Linked DNA regions of Mus musculus: region 1 is linked to region 2. The links are chromatin contacts, called in public Hi-C maps. All regions are on one chromosome and are shown on one strand. The core of a region is the stretch at or near the end of the contact, and the rest is flanking DNA. Distances in the headings are between cores, read along the strand shown. Region 1 overlaps Nalcn (sodium leak channel, non-selective). Region 2 overlaps Nalcn (sodium leak channel, non-selective).

Region 1 (3,605 bases), core at 1,085-3,584, 160 kb before region 2:
TAAATCCATATAAGGAAAGGGAAAAACTTGAGCTTTGCCAAATAGCTAAAAGAAAAAAGTTGTGTGAAAGGCCATTGGCTTCTCTTACCTGATCACAGGTAAGTAATGTACTTTCACTGGAAAGGATGGGATTAGAAGTACTATAAAAACAAATCCATAATTTGTGAAATGGTAACAATACAGTTACAACTTTGGGTATGGCTTGCAAGGATATTCAAGAGGGAAAAAAAGTGCACATTTAAAAGAAGAAAATCTACTCAAAATCATTTGCTCACAGTTCAGATATCTAAAGGCTTTATAGTGTTTTTATTTCCCCTTGTGGATGGCAGTATGTTCCACTTGCTTTTTTTCTCTTTCCCGCATAAAGAGTGCCTGTATGTGCCTGTGTGTATCTGTGGGAAACATATTTATTTTATCATTCATCAGTGGTGCTAAGATAATTTTAGATTTATATGCCTGGGTGGAAAACAAGTCACATGTAGATCTCTGTAAGGAACAGTTCAATCTCACCCATGATAGTTTAATGTAAGCCAGGTATTGAACCAGGATCTGGGTGTTCTGTAAAGGAAAGAAATGGGCCTAGCCCCTAAGAATCTATCATGAACGGACCCATGTATTTTCATGTGTGCTTTGTCAAGCAGTGAGGAGTACTCCATTCTCATTTGGGTCTGGAAACAATGCTCTTCTGCTTCCAAAGTCTGTAAATTATCCCTCCTCCCAATGGTATCTGCTTTAGAACTTGAATACCTATCCAGTCATATGAGTCTCATCCATGTCAAGGACTTTCCCAAGAAGTTTTGTGCCTTCAAACTTTTCCTGTACAGACAATGTAATATTTTGAATATTTTTTTCTTCTAAATATTTCTTATATATTTTTGACATTATAATTACATCATTTCTCTCTTCCCTTTCCTCCTCCCAATTCCTCCCATATACTCCTCCTTGCTATCTTTCAAATTCATGGCCTGTCATTTCATTATTGTACATGTTTACATATGCATATTCATATGTATAACTAATTATAACCTACTCAGTCTATATAATGTTACTTGTGTGTATGTGTGTAGTCTGACCATTTGGTATTGGATTGCCACTTGGTGTGCTCTTTCCTGTGCAAGACCATTTAACCTCCTTTCAGCATTCCTGAGTGGTTCTTGGTGTACTGTCTACAATAGCATATCCATTGCTGTTGTCCTTGTTCAACATATGTTTAGGCAGTCATGTTGGTGAAACTAAATAGGGTTTTTATTTTAAATAATAAAGGAAATAGAGGCAAAACACAGGAAAAAAGAGATATCCATATAGTTTTTTTTTAAACAACCTAATACAAATGAGTACAACATTTACATTTTTAGTAGCCTTAGTAGCCTTGTTAAATTCAGAACTTTGCATAGCTGTGGTCATAATGTTGATCAGTCTTTATGCCATTGATTTTACATACTATTTTTATAAACATTTGAAGTGCTTCTATATAGTTTGCTTACTTTAAAACTTTGTAAGACTTTATAGCACTATCCTTAACAAGCATAGCCTCACCTGATAGACTGTTACAGCTGTCATTGGCTACTTGTTGCTTCTTCTTTTTCATAGAACATAATGATACATTAATCGAATGCTATCTTAAGTGTTTCTTTTTTCTGAAAAATTATTTAGTATTCTTAGCAGCTGAGTTATCACTTCAACCCCATAAAATATAATTTTAAATATAGGTACTATATTCCATGCTTTACATATAAACCTGACATTTTAAAAACGTGTGAGTGACATTCCCTCTGGAAATAAATAATAACCTGACCTTATGACCTTTGAGCTATTTAGATTTGTAAGAAATTCTCCTGAAAACAAAGTAACAAAATTAAACCTTTATATTGAAACTGAGGTTGAAAACTATAAAAATCGAAAGCTGAAAAAAAGTAAATAAATGCAAGAATTTTTGGGCAAAATAGGGGTGTTGCTCAGCCTAGTGTTTTGCTTTTTCCTTTTTTTAACATAAACTTCAAATAAGTGAACAAAGGAATTTTATTTAAAACTGTGCACCCACAAGTTGAGGAAGAAAAGGAACATAGACTGGATCTTAGAAACAAAGCCTTTGGGTTGAGTCCATAGAGATGTTACAGTTTACAGCTCTCTCTAGGAGAGTCATACAAACATAAGAAAGAGAAATTCTAGAACAACCTCCTAATGTTAGGATGGTGATGATTAACCCTGGACACTGGATGTTAGTGAGTCAAATGCTTCACTTCTGAAGCATTTTCCCCAGCAGGTCCCAGGGCAAGAAGAGCTAGACCCAAAGGAATATGCTCATCTGTCAGGGACTGAACCAGTTAGTCCAGAGGAGGAGCAGGTGCAGAGCTCCAGGGACATAGCTAAAGAAGATTAGAAATACAAAAGACCAGAACCCTGTAGCCAAAGGAGTCATTTGTCGGGGGATCAAGAGGGAAAATTATATCCAATTATACAAAGGAAAGAGATGAAAGGAGCACTTTGTCTGCAGAGAGGATGGCATGTCTGGAAGATGGCCAACAAAGACATACACACATGCTCTTCATGACCAAGAAAACAGCACAAATGGAACACAGCCATGTTTCAGAGTGAAATAAGATCATTTTCCACTTTTAGATAAAAAGTATCCAAATACACGGATCAAAATAGGCAGTCATATGCCAGGAAAAATAAATAGAGCAGAGCCAACGTCTACATATAGCCTGGTGAAGACTGAATTTGAAAATGAGAAGGAAAATAACTCATCAGCATTCTGACCAAGTGTTTGATTTCTTTTTAAATTATATGTGTGCAAATTTCAGACTGACTTGATACTCTCAATCCCAAGTTGTCAATAAACAGTAAAATAATATTCTAAAAATGGGTAATTCTGAAAAAAATATTACAGAACAATTACTATATAGGCTCAAATAAAAGAAGATGCACGCAAGGCTTGAAAACAGTGAGATTGAAGTACATGAATATCAGAAAATCAGTTAAATAAAGAGAAAAAAGACTTTGAGGCACTTATATTTGCTATCTTCAATAAGGTTCTGAGTGCAGATTCCTTATAAACATAATCTGAGCATTGTAGAATGGATATTTTAAAGTATTGTTGATAGCTAAAAGTAATATGTGTGGGAGAAAATGTGGCTTGGAAATTTTGTGGCTTCTCTCAGCTCTGAGAGCTAAAAGGACATTAGGAATGAAAACTCCAGGTGAAGAAGCAAAGAAAATGGAAAAATGAGAACTACAAAGGAAGGGAAAATGTAAAAGTTGGAAATTAATTGGGTGAGTTAATTGTAAAGTACAAAAGCTGTGTATTAGGCAGATAATAAGGGTTACATAATTTTGAGTCCTTAGTGTATATTAATACTTCTGTGGCATATTTTTATTGTGAGTAGTGATGAGTTTCTTAGGAACATTTTCTTTTTTTTCTTACGTATTTTCTTCAATTACATTTCCAATGCTATCCCAAAAGTCCCCCCCCCCCCACTCCCCTACCCACCCATTCCCAGTTTTTGGCCCTGACATTCCCCTGTACTGGGGCATATAACGTTTGCCTGACCAATGGGCCTCTCTTTCCAGTGATGGCCGACTAGGTCATCTTTTGATACATATGC
Region 2 (3,271 bases), core at 740-3,239:
ACTCACATTTAGTAGTCTAATCAAAACCATTTCATATGCATTTAAATTTCTGACTCGCATTTGTATAATTTATAGTGGAAATATCACAACATACATTGATGTCCTACAAGAAGATATTTCTAAATAGTTGAGGAATAAAATGAAAGCAGAATTTTAAATATTAACTTAGAGAAATAGGATTTTAATTCCTTAGAGGTATGGTTTTCAACCTTCCTAATGATGCAAACTATAATGCAATTCCTCATGTTGTGGTGACCCCCCCAGCCATAAAATTATTTTTGTTGCTATTTTATACCTGTAGTTTTGCTACTGTTATGAATTATAATGTAAATATTTTTGGAGATAAAGGGTTGCCAAAGGGGTCGCGACCCACAGGATGAGAACCTTTGCCTTAGAGACATGTCAACCTTATGATTTTACTTCTTGGTAATAACATTCATCATATTTAAAATAGTGATAACTCTAGCTTTCATAATCCAACTTATAATGACATACAATTGCATAAAAGGACATGAAAACATTGTCCACAGAAATTAAAAACAAACCCAGAGTGTAACTTAGCTTTAATGAACCAGAACCTGTTAAAATTGTGAGGTGCTTTGATGGCTCTGGCTTGTCCTTGTAACATCTTTGGTCTTAAACACCTCATCACTTATATCCTATCATGATCTTTAGAAACCATTACTGAAGTAGTTTGTACAAAAATTTTCAACATGTTTTAAAATATCTGTAAATAAGCATGCATATCAAATGTAATAGTTGATCTTGATTGTCAGTATTATTAGATTAAGATCCAACTAAGTTATTTTTAAGACACATCTCTGGATATGTCTGAGTTTCTGGGCTAATAGTACCAATTCTTTTTTAGACTAGCTAAAAAGGCTCAGCCCTATAGGTGGTAACATCACATAGTGTAGAGACTGTTAAGGATTAACACCACAATGGAGTAAATCCTCACAAACTGTGAGTTGTAATAAATCTATTTAATTTTTTGTTCAAGGACATTTCTTGTCATAATAAGAGAACATTGACTAGTATACTATATATGCCTGTCACAGTTGTTCTTGGACAGCAGTGTCTGGATTTGAACATCTGCTTGAACATTTTGTGCCTACATTGTGAGAAATAATTATAGATACTATGCCTGATAGTTAAAACAATGAAGGTCTTGATTGCAAACCTATTGATCAAGTTAAGACAAGTATAAGCCAGGCACATGATCCCAGCATTCTAGAAGTGGGAGGATGTTCACAAATTCAAAGGCAGGGTGGAAATGTATCAGGAATTACAGGATGAAAAGCTGGCAGCTAGACCATGAGGTGTAATATTGATTCAGACAGCTTCATTTCTCACACCAGTTTTATCAAGTGTCGCATTAATATTTTAAGGGTGCATCTTCATGACTTATTCAGTCATACATGCCATTAATTTACTTGACATACTGCAAGCTGTGCATCTGTTCTGGCATAAGAGCAATAAGGTTCATCATTATTTCCTGTTGAATCAAGTCTAGAGAGGTAGACTTTATAAAAATGCAAAATTCAGAGATTAAAGGTTGTGGGGTCCACCTATTTACTTTTATGTTCATTTCTTTCTTAAGCAGGCTTGTTCCATGTGGTTGACAAAGATAGCTTCCCAGAAGTCTGGGCCTTAAATGGTTCTTGTAGTGATGCCTGTTAGAGATAAACAAGGAACAGCAACCAAAACTCTAATTGAGTTATCTAGCAAATCTCCTGAGGATAACTCTGGATACTGGATCCTAGCCAGCCTGAGTCATAGACCTTGGGTGACTCTGCTTATGCCTCACGGTCAAAGCATACAGCAGAAATGATTTCAGAAAGGGAAGTCAAGAGTAAGGATAAGATAGAGACTGGAAAGGCAAAAGCTAAGAGCTATTTTATATCTGTGAAACATTAAAATCTCATGTTTAAAGTGTATTCCTTTTCTTTACTATATTGCAAATAAGATATCCATCTTTTCCAGTTTACCTTGTCTCCTATGGATGCTTGTGCATGCTGTTTCATTTAAGCCACTAACACAGCTTATTAATTTAGTATTTCTAAATTTGGACTGCCTCTTGTGATTGATGGCTTGTCATATATTAGTTTGCAACATTTTTATTTATTTATTAGAGGTTCCTGAAAAATGATGACACCTTATACCTGATGAAAAACAGCATACTTCTATGATGCTCATTTCAGCTTTTTATCACATGCCAATTTATATTTTTTAAAAGGGGGTGTTTTTTGTTGTTTAATGGGTATGAGTCTTTTGCCCGTGTGTATGTATGTGTGGTACATGAATGACAGATGCCTATGGAGGCCAGAAGAGTGTGTGTCAGATGCTCAAGACCAAGAGTTACAGGTGTCTGTGAGCCACCTGATGTGGGTTGCTGGGAACTAAAATTTCTTCTTTACAAGGACAGCCAGTACTCTTAACTATGGAGTCTCATTTCAAACCCTCAATTTATACCTCTTAATCATATTATATTATTACCTTAAAAGGTGCATGTGATTTATCAATGTATGCTCATTTGTAATAAAATAAAGTACTATAAAATAATATTTCCATGTTTGGCACATAATTATCATTTTAAATTTAAAAACAAATTTATTAATTATTTTCTTTGGGTTGGGTTTTGTAAATACTTCCAAATAAATATATATTATAATGTATAGCATCTATAGAGTAAAGATGACAAGTTCAGCAGTACAGAAAAGCTCTAAAACCCAAGGGTTATCTAAGACTGTGCTTGTTTCTCTCCTGGAGTTGGTTAATACTCAGAAAAAGTAGGTGCTCTGTTTCATGAGATATTCATAGAACCCAGACAGTTAGGGTGGATATGACTATCTATAGTCTTTACAAGGTTTTCAGTTTGGGTTCATAGGTACCATCCCATCTGTTTCCATTTTTAGGCCAGAGAAATGGAAAATAAATATATCTAGGGCAAGCTTGAATTACTATGCCTATAGTTGCACATTCTCTTGTTTTCACATTTGGGAAGCCTGAACCTAGTCCATTGGGCACAAGCAGGTGAAAAGGCTAAAACATAGAGCCTGTTGCCCTGGGGAGTCATTTGGCCAAAAAACCCAGGAAGATCTATTATTTAAAAGAAGAAGGACATAATAGATGTTGGAATATGAATCTGCACCAGGCCTTAATAGAAGTCTGATCTTCCCCATTTATTAGTGTGGATTACCTAAGAAGACTTATTTCAAGAGACATTAAGCAGACCTAATGTAGAATTAAATATTTTCTTAGGTGTTAAGCA

What was found. Hi-C and Micro-C count contacts between places; a contact is called where the count stands out from the background.
Region 1: a contact with region 2 is called in a Hi-C map of the N1E-115 cell line, with 18 times the contacts expected there. The contact joins two enhancer-like sites. A contact is called at or near these places in 1 of 484 Hi-C or Micro-C datasets (the N1E-115 cell line), 1 of 115 datasets of contacts at active chromatin or transcription factors (embryonic stem cells) and 1 of 9 other capture datasets (adipose tissue).

Annotation. Positions count from the first base shown.
Region 1 is chr14:123,621,985-123,625,589 of GRCm38.p6, reverse strand. All of the region lies in intron 1 of Nalcn (sodium leak channel, non-selective), which reads left to right. Among named protein-coding and RNA genes, the nearest start is that of Nalcn, 3.4 kb to the left of the region's middle. Within about 2 kb of position 2,334, at least 11 of the 459 cell types and tissues checked have an H3K27ac peak or open chromatin away from gene starts, as enhancers often do. A contact at or near this core is called in the N1E-115 cell line, where this site is marked.
Region 2 is chr14:123,460,724-123,463,994 of GRCm38.p6, reverse strand. All of the region lies in intron 12 of Nalcn (sodium leak channel, non-selective), which reads left to right. Among named protein-coding and RNA genes, the nearest start is that of Nalcn, 160 kb to the left of the region's middle. Within about 2 kb of position 1,989, at least 1 of the 459 cell types and tissues checked has an H3K27ac peak or open chromatin away from gene starts, as enhancers often do. A contact at or near this core is called in the N1E-115 cell line, where this site is marked.